Regions from separate parts of the Danio rerio genome. Here region 1 is linked to region 2. The links are chromatin contacts, called in public Hi-C maps. All regions are on one chromosome and are shown on one strand. The core of a region is the stretch at or near the end of the contact, and the rest is flanking DNA. Distances in the headings are between cores, read along the strand shown.

Region 1 (5,508 bases), core at 2,804-5,303, 140 kb before region 2:
GAGGCGATTGTGCTACCCACTGTGCCACTGTGACACCATGCTGCATCTTATTTAATAATAATTAATTATTAAATGGGAAAGACGGCAGTATTTTGTAGTGCTTTTCTTACATGCTGCTGGGTTCAGTTTCATTAACTTGTTTAGTCTTGATATTTATAAAAAAAAAAAAATGTTTATAGTAAATGCTACTATTATTTGTTTGCTTTATACTCTTAACCTTAAGAATACCGTTTAATTATATTATTATTGTGGAGTGAGGGAGCTAAAATATATGTTGCAATGAATGTAGTGCCAATTTTGTTTTGTTTACATTGCATTTGTTTACAATGCATTATTTAAAATAATACTGTGACTTAATTGAATGGCAGTTCTTCCCACACATAGACTTTACTTGGGCAGGCTGCCCAGGTATATTAATGGCCGGCCAAGTATAGTGACACATTTTTTGTACGGTTATTAACATCCTTTTACAATTTTTTTTTAAACATTTTTGTATTTATGAGGAAAAAAGCTTTGTTATAAATGTGACGTCTCTCCATTATGGATGTGAAATTTGCACTTGTGTGACTTTAGTAAATCAAATATAATTGTTTGAGAACATCGGCAGAGACATTTCTGAGTATTTTTAGTCAATACAAGCCTACACAAATAACTTAGAAAGGGTTTTGCTATTTTGGTAAAAATATTTTTTTAATGACAAGGTTGACATTGCATGGAATTGCTCATACATCACAGAAGTATATAGGGTTCTTTTTGATGTATATTGATCTTAGAAACACAAATGCTAAGTATGTACTGAAAGCACATGGTTTGCCAAGTTAGGATGGCCAGTAACAATATTTAAGGCATGAACAAAATCACACCAGGCCCATCCAACTGGTTTGGGAACTAATATATATCCTACTGATCTCTCTGTGTGTGTGGCAAATGCTCTTTGATGATGATTACATAAATAAATCACATGACCTGGAAAAAGATTTACACCCTGTTTGAGTAGAAGGTTGAAATGTCATGAGACAGTGGCAATACTTTATTTTGGAACAGAAAAAACTGTAAGCAGAATACAATTCTTCCATTTAGGAACCTAACAGATGCTACTACCCACATCACGTACATTGATTGCTTTGCATTTAAAATACATACTTAAAATGTGGAAGGAATGTTATCATTCAGGACAAAATAAAACAAAAATTAACTTATCAAACACCCATTAGTTTTAATTAGTAATACTCATTCATAACATTAAATAACTATAGTTTTTATAGTAAATCATGTACATTCAATTATATCAACAATTAAATATGTAATTTGAATAACACAATTTGAACTAATTAAGCTAAACTAGCCTTAGTGTATGCCAATATTAGGTATGGGACGATAACCATTTTCAAGGTACACCGCAGTTTGGAAAAGACAAGGTTTTAAAACCATCAAAATTTTCTGCAATGTTGTTTCTAAGGTACGTGTACGATTTTTTATTACTTTTTTTTTGTTTTGTTTTTTAAGAAAACATTATCTCCAGCAGAAAATATATTCAAAGATGCTGTTTTAAATTGTTGAAAAAAAATCTGTTTTTGAAACTAATTAAGACAACAGAAGTTAAATGTATTTGAACTATTTAACCTGACATATTTACTACTCCAAAATATCATAAATGTCTCTTAAAATTTATTGTTTAAAGGGAAAAGAGTTTTTGTTTTTTTACCCAGAAATTTAAAAAGAATATATTATAGAGCAGTAATCACAAAACCGCATAACTGTGATATTTTTATCCAAGGTTATCATACCTTCAGAACCTTATACTGAGTATGTGCAAGAGTGTGTGTGTGTTTCCCAGTGTTGGGTTCCAGCTGGAAGGGCATCTGCTGCATATAACATATGCTGGATAAGTTGGGGGTTCATTCCATTGGGGCGACCCCATATTAATAAAGGGACTAAGCAGAAAAGAAAATGAATGAATACCACAATTAAGTGTGGAGATCTGCACAATCTCTGTCATAGTGATCTCCTGCCTATACTGACAGTAGGAAGGGGAATACAGGCTATTCAACAACATATAGAGTACACAAACAATTCAACAGATTGTTCTCAGAAAATTCTTGTAAACATATCCTAGCTTGACATGAATTAGTAAAATCATTGCATCAAACTCAAAGTTTAGCTTAATAGTTGAACTTGAATGTTAAACCTAAACTCAAAATAACAAACTGTTGCACGGACAGCATTATGTTTACAGTAGCACCACCACCAACACAGCCAGAGCTCTGTCTAAATATAGTCTCCTAGCCTGACCATCATCTGTTTCTTATCTTAAAAGAAAAGGGGCAGAAGTCTGGAACAACCAGACACGTATATACATCCATCGAAAACAAGAAAGAACTATACAAGATCCTCAAAAAGCCCATTAATAATGTAAACGCTTCAACTGTATGCACTGGGTTGTAAACAGAGCCCGAGATAACGTCAGATAAATCCATGCAGATAAAGCTCATCCACTCACCAGAACGTGACGTTGGCAGCCGTGTACAGTAGGACGCTGTGAAAGGGTCTCTCCCACAACAAAACGGACTGCAAATAGGTGAGCAGGCGCTCGTGTGGCCCCAACCGCTCCAGCAGCGTTGTTTTGACCGCGCGGAGCTGCTCGGATGTCCCACCGGAGCACGAACCGCTCCGGAGGCCGCCGCTGGAGCGCAGCCTCCCTGCACAACCGCTCGCTTCTGTCGCTTCTTCTGCCCCACCCGCCATACTCAACGTGTCTCTAAAAAAAGTGTCTGTAGATAAACCAACAAAGTGTACAATAATGTAACGCTAAAAACAACCCTCGTGCTAAAGAAACGGTTTGGTTAGCGAGCTAGCCGATTAGCCTGAAGCCGCTCAGGGCAGAGCAGCAGTGGGCAGACCTCGTGCGTTCAAGAGGCTGCCGTTGTTGACACGGAGTGACTGAGAGTTAAAACCCATTATTGGGCACGAATGTGTTGAATTAATACGTTTAAGTATCAGCTCGGCTCGAATTTAATGTTGTCACCGTGCTGCTGTCATATCTATGGTCATATCCAGTCGTTGTTTTGTCGCGGGAGCAACAGCGAAGACTGACGGGAGGACGGGCTTGATCTGGCCAATGGCAGACCAGGATTACAGGCAGAGCTGCTAAACAACAACCAACACCCACCACTGAAGTAAAGGCTCTTACTTCACATATCGTTCAGACAACACTTACAGATTATCTCCTTCCATGCTTTATTCGCTTATTAAACTTGTTTATGCATTACAGTTTGATGTTAGTTTTTATAATAAATAAAACAGATGTATCGTAGATGGATATTACTAGACTGTGTATGCTTGTAAATTGGGGGATAGGCGAATTAGATAAATATTTTATGTATTTTAAAAAGGAATATATAAATATTTTTTTATTTTAAAAGTCAACATTCATTCTTCAGGAGAGATTTAATTTCAGTTGCAGTAAAAAACTATAATTCTAAAAGTTTTAGGACTATTTTTTTTCATAGTACAGAATGCAGTTTACAATCTCATTTATAAGACAGTAACTAAGAATAAGATCTAAAATACATATTTTAATTTAATAAAACTGCTTATGCGTCTTATATTACTACATAGATAGAGAAAAAGACACATTCCTTTTAAATTCTTACAAAAAAGTTTAATAATTTCTTTACAATTTACAAAATTTATAGTTATTTAAATATATAAATAAAAATAATAATTATATGTATATCCCCATTGTAAGTATCTTAGGAGGTTAAAAAAAAAGTTGCCCGGAGAAATGTTATAAATAAACTGCATTTTAAACCTGACCAGAAATTCTATGCTTGCAAAATTCTGCGTAACTGACGCGCAGCTTTGATGTTGTTCAATATAAACGCATACATACGTCTTGAAATACGTCGGTAGTGCCCTCTACGTTTATGTCTTTTTTCTTTTACATATTTGCTGTTTTCCATAAAAACGTATTTTGTTCCATCCTTACAAAGATTGATCTAGTTAGATTACAGAGTGGCTTTAAATTTGTAAAGTTGCCGGAGTTTGCGCATGCGCAGTGGGCGTCCGATAGGCCGTTGCTGTTGGAGCGGGAACACGCATAGTGGTTGACTGACAGCAGAACGTCTCTCACATTTACTGATCGTACAGCTGAAATAACAGCAGGACGGGATGCCTCGAGAAATCATCACCCTGCAGCTCGGACAGTGCGGGAACCAGAGTGAGCCATTTTCCTTTATTAGGCTTTGTTTGCCAACAAGAGCCATCTTTACATAAACAGTGTACGTTAGCTAGCTAACGTTATCCAGCTAACGTTATCACACTGCACAGCTTTAAAACGACACCATAAATAAGCAACGTAAATAAGATCAGAAGATGGTTTGATTGTTTACAGTATTTTTTCAGCTGCAGGAAGCCAAGTACTTTCATTATTTTCCATTTAACACTACTGTCTGTTCTTTGTTTGTGTTTCCTAATCAATAAAACTAAACGTGGTAAGTTAACGTTATGCTTGCTTTGTAGTAACGTTAATTAACATTAGTCAATTTAGTCACATTGGCCGTTTTAGAAAGCGGGAATAGAGTTGTATTTATTTATAGGTGGAGACGGACTACATCCATCATAGAAGCTGTAAACAGTAACAGCCGTTATGTTGCTATTATTCAACAACGTTACATATAGCATTTCCCAGTAGCTTTGTCTTTGAGAAGTGTTTTTTAAACATCATGCAATAGAGTACTTGAATAAATGTAGTCCTCATTGTCTTTCTCTGCAGTTGGTTTTGAGTTTTGGAAGCAGTTGTGTGCTGAGCATGGCATCAGTCCAGAGGGCATCGTAGAGGAGTTTGCCACTGAAGGCACTGACCGGAAAGATGTCTTCTTCTATCAGGTACTCAAATACAGAATGCCAATTATCTACCATAATCGCATCATACCAAGCCTACTGCTTTAGGACTACATTTTATTCAGTGACCTAAATAATTAAGTTTAGTTAGACATCCGGCAACATGTTTTAAAGTGGTCAAACAAAAAAGTGGCATTCCAGAAAGCAGGTGATGAAGCTATACTTGGGTATATTTAAACGTCTGTAAGCAGATAGCTTCAACTTTCGCTTCCAGAAACAAAGGTTACTTTCTTTCATGGTGTAACCATAGTAACTTGTGCTCTAAAAATAGACTGTTTAGGGTCAATGCACCCCTGAGCCATATAAGTGTGCATTTAAAAAAAAAAATTTTGGTCAGTTCTCGTTTGTTCACCTGTTTGTTTGTAATATTATACAATTAGTTATATTTTGTCTCACACGGGGGCTCTGCATTTCTTTTTGTTTAGAGAAATTGATACTGTGATTTTCAAAATGCATTGCTATTCTTTCTCAAATCAATCCAGAGCTTAGCTTTTTAACAGCAGATGGAGCTATATGCTTTACCAAGCAAACAACTGTAAACAAATCTAATTAAAATAAAGTTTTAAACAAATTTCAAGTGTGTTCACAGCAGGGGCAGATCTAGAA
Region 2 (4,806 bases), core at 740-3,239:
TGGGATTATGAGAATAATACATTGTTTATATACAGTGTAAAGGAAATGCAAAGAAGTTCATGATCCATGCATGGATTTATCATTTGATCCTTTACTGAATATATTCAGTTCATTTTCCAAATCTGATTCTTTAAAAGTCATTTAAAAGTAAGCACTGTAATTCCCCTTGCATGCAGATGATTTTGATGTATGATCTCAAATAATGCTACTTATATCTCTATCAACGGTGAAAAAAATTAATTGTGTGTAAACAGGAATAGTCATGAATTAAAAAGACCACATCTAACGCTGCAGATTTTCTCCGCCACATTGATTTTCATGAATGAGATTTGATGTGTGTACGATGATTGTAAGAACAGGGAGGGACTTCAATCTGATTTGATTAGAAATCGTGTAAATCCCTCTCTGTCCCTGTATTTGCCTCTGCTCTGCTGCTGCCCTACAAACCCACTTCTTAATCCCAAAGCCTTTTTATATCACAGAATCATGGACAGCCTGCCTTCTCCAGCAGCATAAATCCGGCTTTTCCTCCCACCTTACTTCACGACCCCCACAAACAAATCTGATTGCGACCACTGGGTTGATTGAAGTGATGAACTTGTGCTCTCAAACAGAAATTCAGTCTTGTACTTTTTAAAGGAATGAACAACTGAACTGTTGCACATGTTTGTGACATGACCCAACAGAAAAAAAGTAGTGAGAGATGTGTGGATTTTTGGGGATGAAAAGAGTCAGATTGTTTAAGTGAATCACTCATACCAGTTCTCAGATAGTTACTTCTTTGCTGAATTCAGTATTACGCATATTTTTACTATTAAAAACTGATAACTGTCTCTTTTGTCTCGAAGTGATTCAGGCTAACTCACTTATTTATGAAGCAAACATAGCAATGTCTATTAATATGAGCATATCATTTATGCCAAAATTAGGTACGGATTACGAACGGTTCTGTACGGTTTTATGGCCGTTTCCACTGTCAAAGGAGAAAGGGTACCGAAAGGTGAAGCTACACGCTGAGTGTAGAAGGGTTCCAGCGGCCGGTTGATCAATGTCGCCTAAAACGCAAGAAGCTACGAAGCGACTACTATAAAATAAAAGCTAAAATAAAAGAACAGCAGAAGTGGTGTGAACCGTAATAGACATCTAAGAATAGTCAACACAGTTGTCACATGGAAAGATTAGACAGACTTTAAATTTGAAGTTATTAATTTCTGTAGATTTGATGCCTAATTTTCTAGTTTTTGGTCTATTCTTAGACTTCTATTCTATTTTCACTGACAGCCCGCTAGCCTTTATTTTTCCAAGATGACTATGTTTAAACGTCTATTAGACATTTATTAGACAACTTTTAAAAATGCTTGCTGGGTATGGTTACATGTTTTCATGTCAGTTACTATATTAAATCTAACAAAAAAAGTAATATGCATTCATAAAAATCGTAATTACCTTGCAATTACAAAAAAACTAGTTAGCCTAATGCTAATACACGAGTGCTTCTTTTAGAAAGTTAAAGCCTTTTTTAAAACTTCTGATCAACCCAATTGAGTCATTAAAAATCATCAATAGGCTTCTCTAAAATAGATTTATGCATCACTAGAACTTGAGTAGAGTAAAAATGCTATTAAAAGTGTCTGCTTGCTCACGACCAGGCACAGCGTTTTTTCGTCATTACGTAAAAGCATCATTTTAACACGTACTGTTCGAAAGAGCCGATTCTCGGCAAAAGATTCGGATTCCCTATGGCCATGACGAACTGCTTGAGTTCAAAACTTTTTTCCTGTGCTCGTCTTGCGCCCCCTCCCTCACTGCAAACCTGGACACTAAAAGTCGTGCCTGTGCACTCTCTACACATGTCACACGACTCCATTTCCCCCTGTATCAAATAAGAGATACTTTCTGTATTTATTTCGGCCAGAATAACACGACTTTCCAAGTTTCAAGGAATTTCGTTTAATCAAAGTATGCGCGCTCCCGCCAAAGCGCAGCATCAGCACCACTATCTCGCGCGCGCCCGCCTCTAGCGAGCAAGTCTATCGCCATCCCGGCCGAGAGAGTTAAAGTTGGCCGAAAGGACGGCTAAACGATGCTGTACAGTCGGGTGACGAAGAAAGGATAACATTTGATTTACTCGTCGAATAGCGACTCCGTTTTCGGAGAAGATGGATATCAGAATTCTTGCCCCAAGCCTTTTATTTTTTCTCGCCTTTCAGCCTTGCTCGTCACGTAAGTAAAACTGCAGATAGAGAATGAAATATTATTTGCCATTAACGTTAGCGTTATCCTCTATCAGAACAAGTGCATCGGTAAAACTAATGCATGATGATATTGATTTCAAAACTGCGCTGTTTAAAAGCTGGCGTTGTTTTATATCAGCGGTAAAATCTAACATTTTATTTGCTAATCTGTATGCGAAGCATTGAGTCTGGAAGGTTTGTGCTGAATGTGAAGCGCTGGTGTAATTGTGTGTTGTGAGTCCGGGCTCGCGACTCTGCTGTGTCTCCGGGCTCTTTCTGCATTGCGGTGCTTCCGCGCGCTCCTCTCACTTGGGCAAGTTTCTGCATGGAAAGGTGCGTCTTGCGCAGGGGACACGCGGGAAGGACACGCTCTCCTGCTGATAAACGGAAGCTGTTGAAAGCACGCAGATTAGATTTTGGCTGTGTCATTGGTCTCTCACTGATAAAAAGTTGAGATTGTCTGCGTTTTTCAAATGGCGTGATGAAAAATGTCTATTCTGCGAAGTTGCTATAGTGGGAGCAGCCCAATGCGGAGACAGAGGGCGGGCGCATTAACTCACCGAACTCCCAAATTCACATGACGTAGAGCACTGCATGCGAATCCTCACGTAAGGTTACCTTCAAGACAGCATTTCAACCCTCAAGCCGTCAAAATGATACCAAATGAAGCCTATTGATACATTGTTTTATTATATAATCGTCTATGAGGAAAACTGTTCATTTTGGTAAAAAGAGCCGTGCATGTGATATTTTATAATAAATCTATGTAAAGATATTCACATGCATGATATAACATATTTGATAACATTCTAAAATAATGTTCGTTTGTTAAAATGCAAGTACTATGTGCAAACAGTAATCCATTTATTTTATAGCATTTTAATAAAAAATATTTTATTATTATTTATTTTAATTTTTTTTACATATTTTTGTGCATTTTGTTCACCCCTCCCAAATCTCTCTTTTGAATTCATATTTAAAATATGAAGGAAGCTATACAATATTAAATTTGTGCTATAGATAAGTCAGTACTAAAGCCAAATCTGGAACTTATATAGCAAAATAACTTACGATAACGGTCCAAAAACTAGTACACCTAAATGTATGTTATAGAAAAATATTGAATGCAAATTTAAAAGAGGAAAAAAATAAATCAATTTAATAAATAAATAAATAAACTTTTGTTAAAATGTTGTAGGTAGTAATTTATTTTTGCAATATTTTGCTTGAATTTAATTGTATTATTTTTTAATTTCTAAATATGTTTGGGGACTAAAATATATTTTAATAAATATATCTGTTTGATAAATATGTTTTGTTTAAATGCACCAAAATACATTGCCCATATTCACTGAGAAATGGATCCAATTATAAATTTTTAAAATGGGGTGTACTTATCTATGCTGAGCACTATATATAAATATTTTGCTAATACCATAAAAATTAAAGAGTGAGTTAATTTTCATTGTTAGTTCTTGTTAATGCAGTCAACTAATATAAAATATTGTAAATAATTATTTAAATGTTTTGTTTGGCAGTTTGTGCAAAAAAAAATATAACAAATGTTTTAGTACATTAAATTATAATATAGACATAAAAATGGGTAAATATATATCCAGTGATAATGATAAAAAAAGTAATACTTATAAATACATAATATTCCAAACACATTTAATTGTTAGGAAAAGCATATCATCATCTCACATAAACTTTTTACTACTTTTTATGTACATGTGCTTGAATTAGCAGTTTTTTAATGTGTGTAAAGTGTTAAAATGAATCAAAGTATGTAGACAGACGAATCATTTTTCTAATATAATGTTTCAGACCGGGCTCAGTGGTTAGCACTGTTGCTTCACAGCACTGGTCGGTGGTCGTTGACAAGAAGGCCCTGGCTGGGTCAGTTTGCATGTCTGTGTGGAGTTTGCATGTTCTCCATGTTCCGGTTTCCCCCACAAGTCCAAAGACAAGAGCTATAGATGAATTGGGTAGGCTAAATTGTTCGTACTGTATGTATGTATTTGAATGAGTGTGTATGGATGTTTCCTAGTATTGGGTTGCAGCTGGAAGGGCATCCGCTTTGTAAAACATGCTGGATAAGTTGGCGGTTCATTCTGCTGTGGCAACCCCTGATGCATATAAGTACTAAGCCGAAGGAAAATGAATGAATGAATGTTTAAGATAATTTTGCAAAAGTTCTAGGTAATTCCAATGCGAGTCATTCAATGAAAAAGTGAATTCTCTTTCAAAATGATTTATTTTTCTTAAGTCTGCAAGAGTTCAACCAAATTATATATAAGCAACCAACATCTCATGGCAATTTGTACCTATTTGATTAAGTGGTTAATTCGTATGAATTCGTACAATCTCATTTAGTATATGATTTGCTTATTCCTAAATGATGGTTAGTTTAAGGCGTGTATTTTGATGCCATGCCTCCTTTTTAAAATTGTACATTTTCATACAACTAAACTCATACCAATTCGCCAATAGTGTTAATAATCAATAGTCATTCAGAGTGTATTTGCTGGATATCCTTATTTCTATCTAAATGAGAGTGCAGCTCTATTAC

The links. A called contact is a pair of places that touch in the nucleus more often than the background predicts.
Region 1: a Hi-C map of hematopoietic stem cells shows a contact between it and region 2, with 4 times the contacts expected there. The contact joins the promoter of tubg1 here to the promoter of cntnap1 in region 2. A contact is called at or near these places in 9 of 18 Hi-C or Micro-C datasets (caudal fin, embryo, fibroblasts and 2 more) and 3 of 4 datasets of contacts at active chromatin or transcription factors (caudal fin, embryo and gastrula embryo).

The regions. Positions count from the first base shown.
Region 1 is chr3:35,947,997-35,953,504 of GRCz12tu, reverse strand. tubg1 (tubulin, gamma 1) reads left to right here and starts at 4,053. Exons shown (of 11, transcript NM_200908.2): 1 at 4,053-4,219; 2 at 4,775-4,887. The coding sequence starts at 4,171. It overlaps retreg3 (reticulophagy regulator family member 3), which reads right to left and starts at 3,091. Exons shown (of 9, transcript XM_689279.10): 1 at 2,501-3,091. The coding sequence starts at 2,745.
Region 2 is chr3:35,808,451-35,813,256 of GRCz12tu, reverse strand. It overlaps cntnap1 (contactin associated protein 1), which reads left to right and starts at 1,989. Exons shown (of 24, transcript XM_689488.9): 1 at 1,989-2,223. The coding sequence starts at 2,160.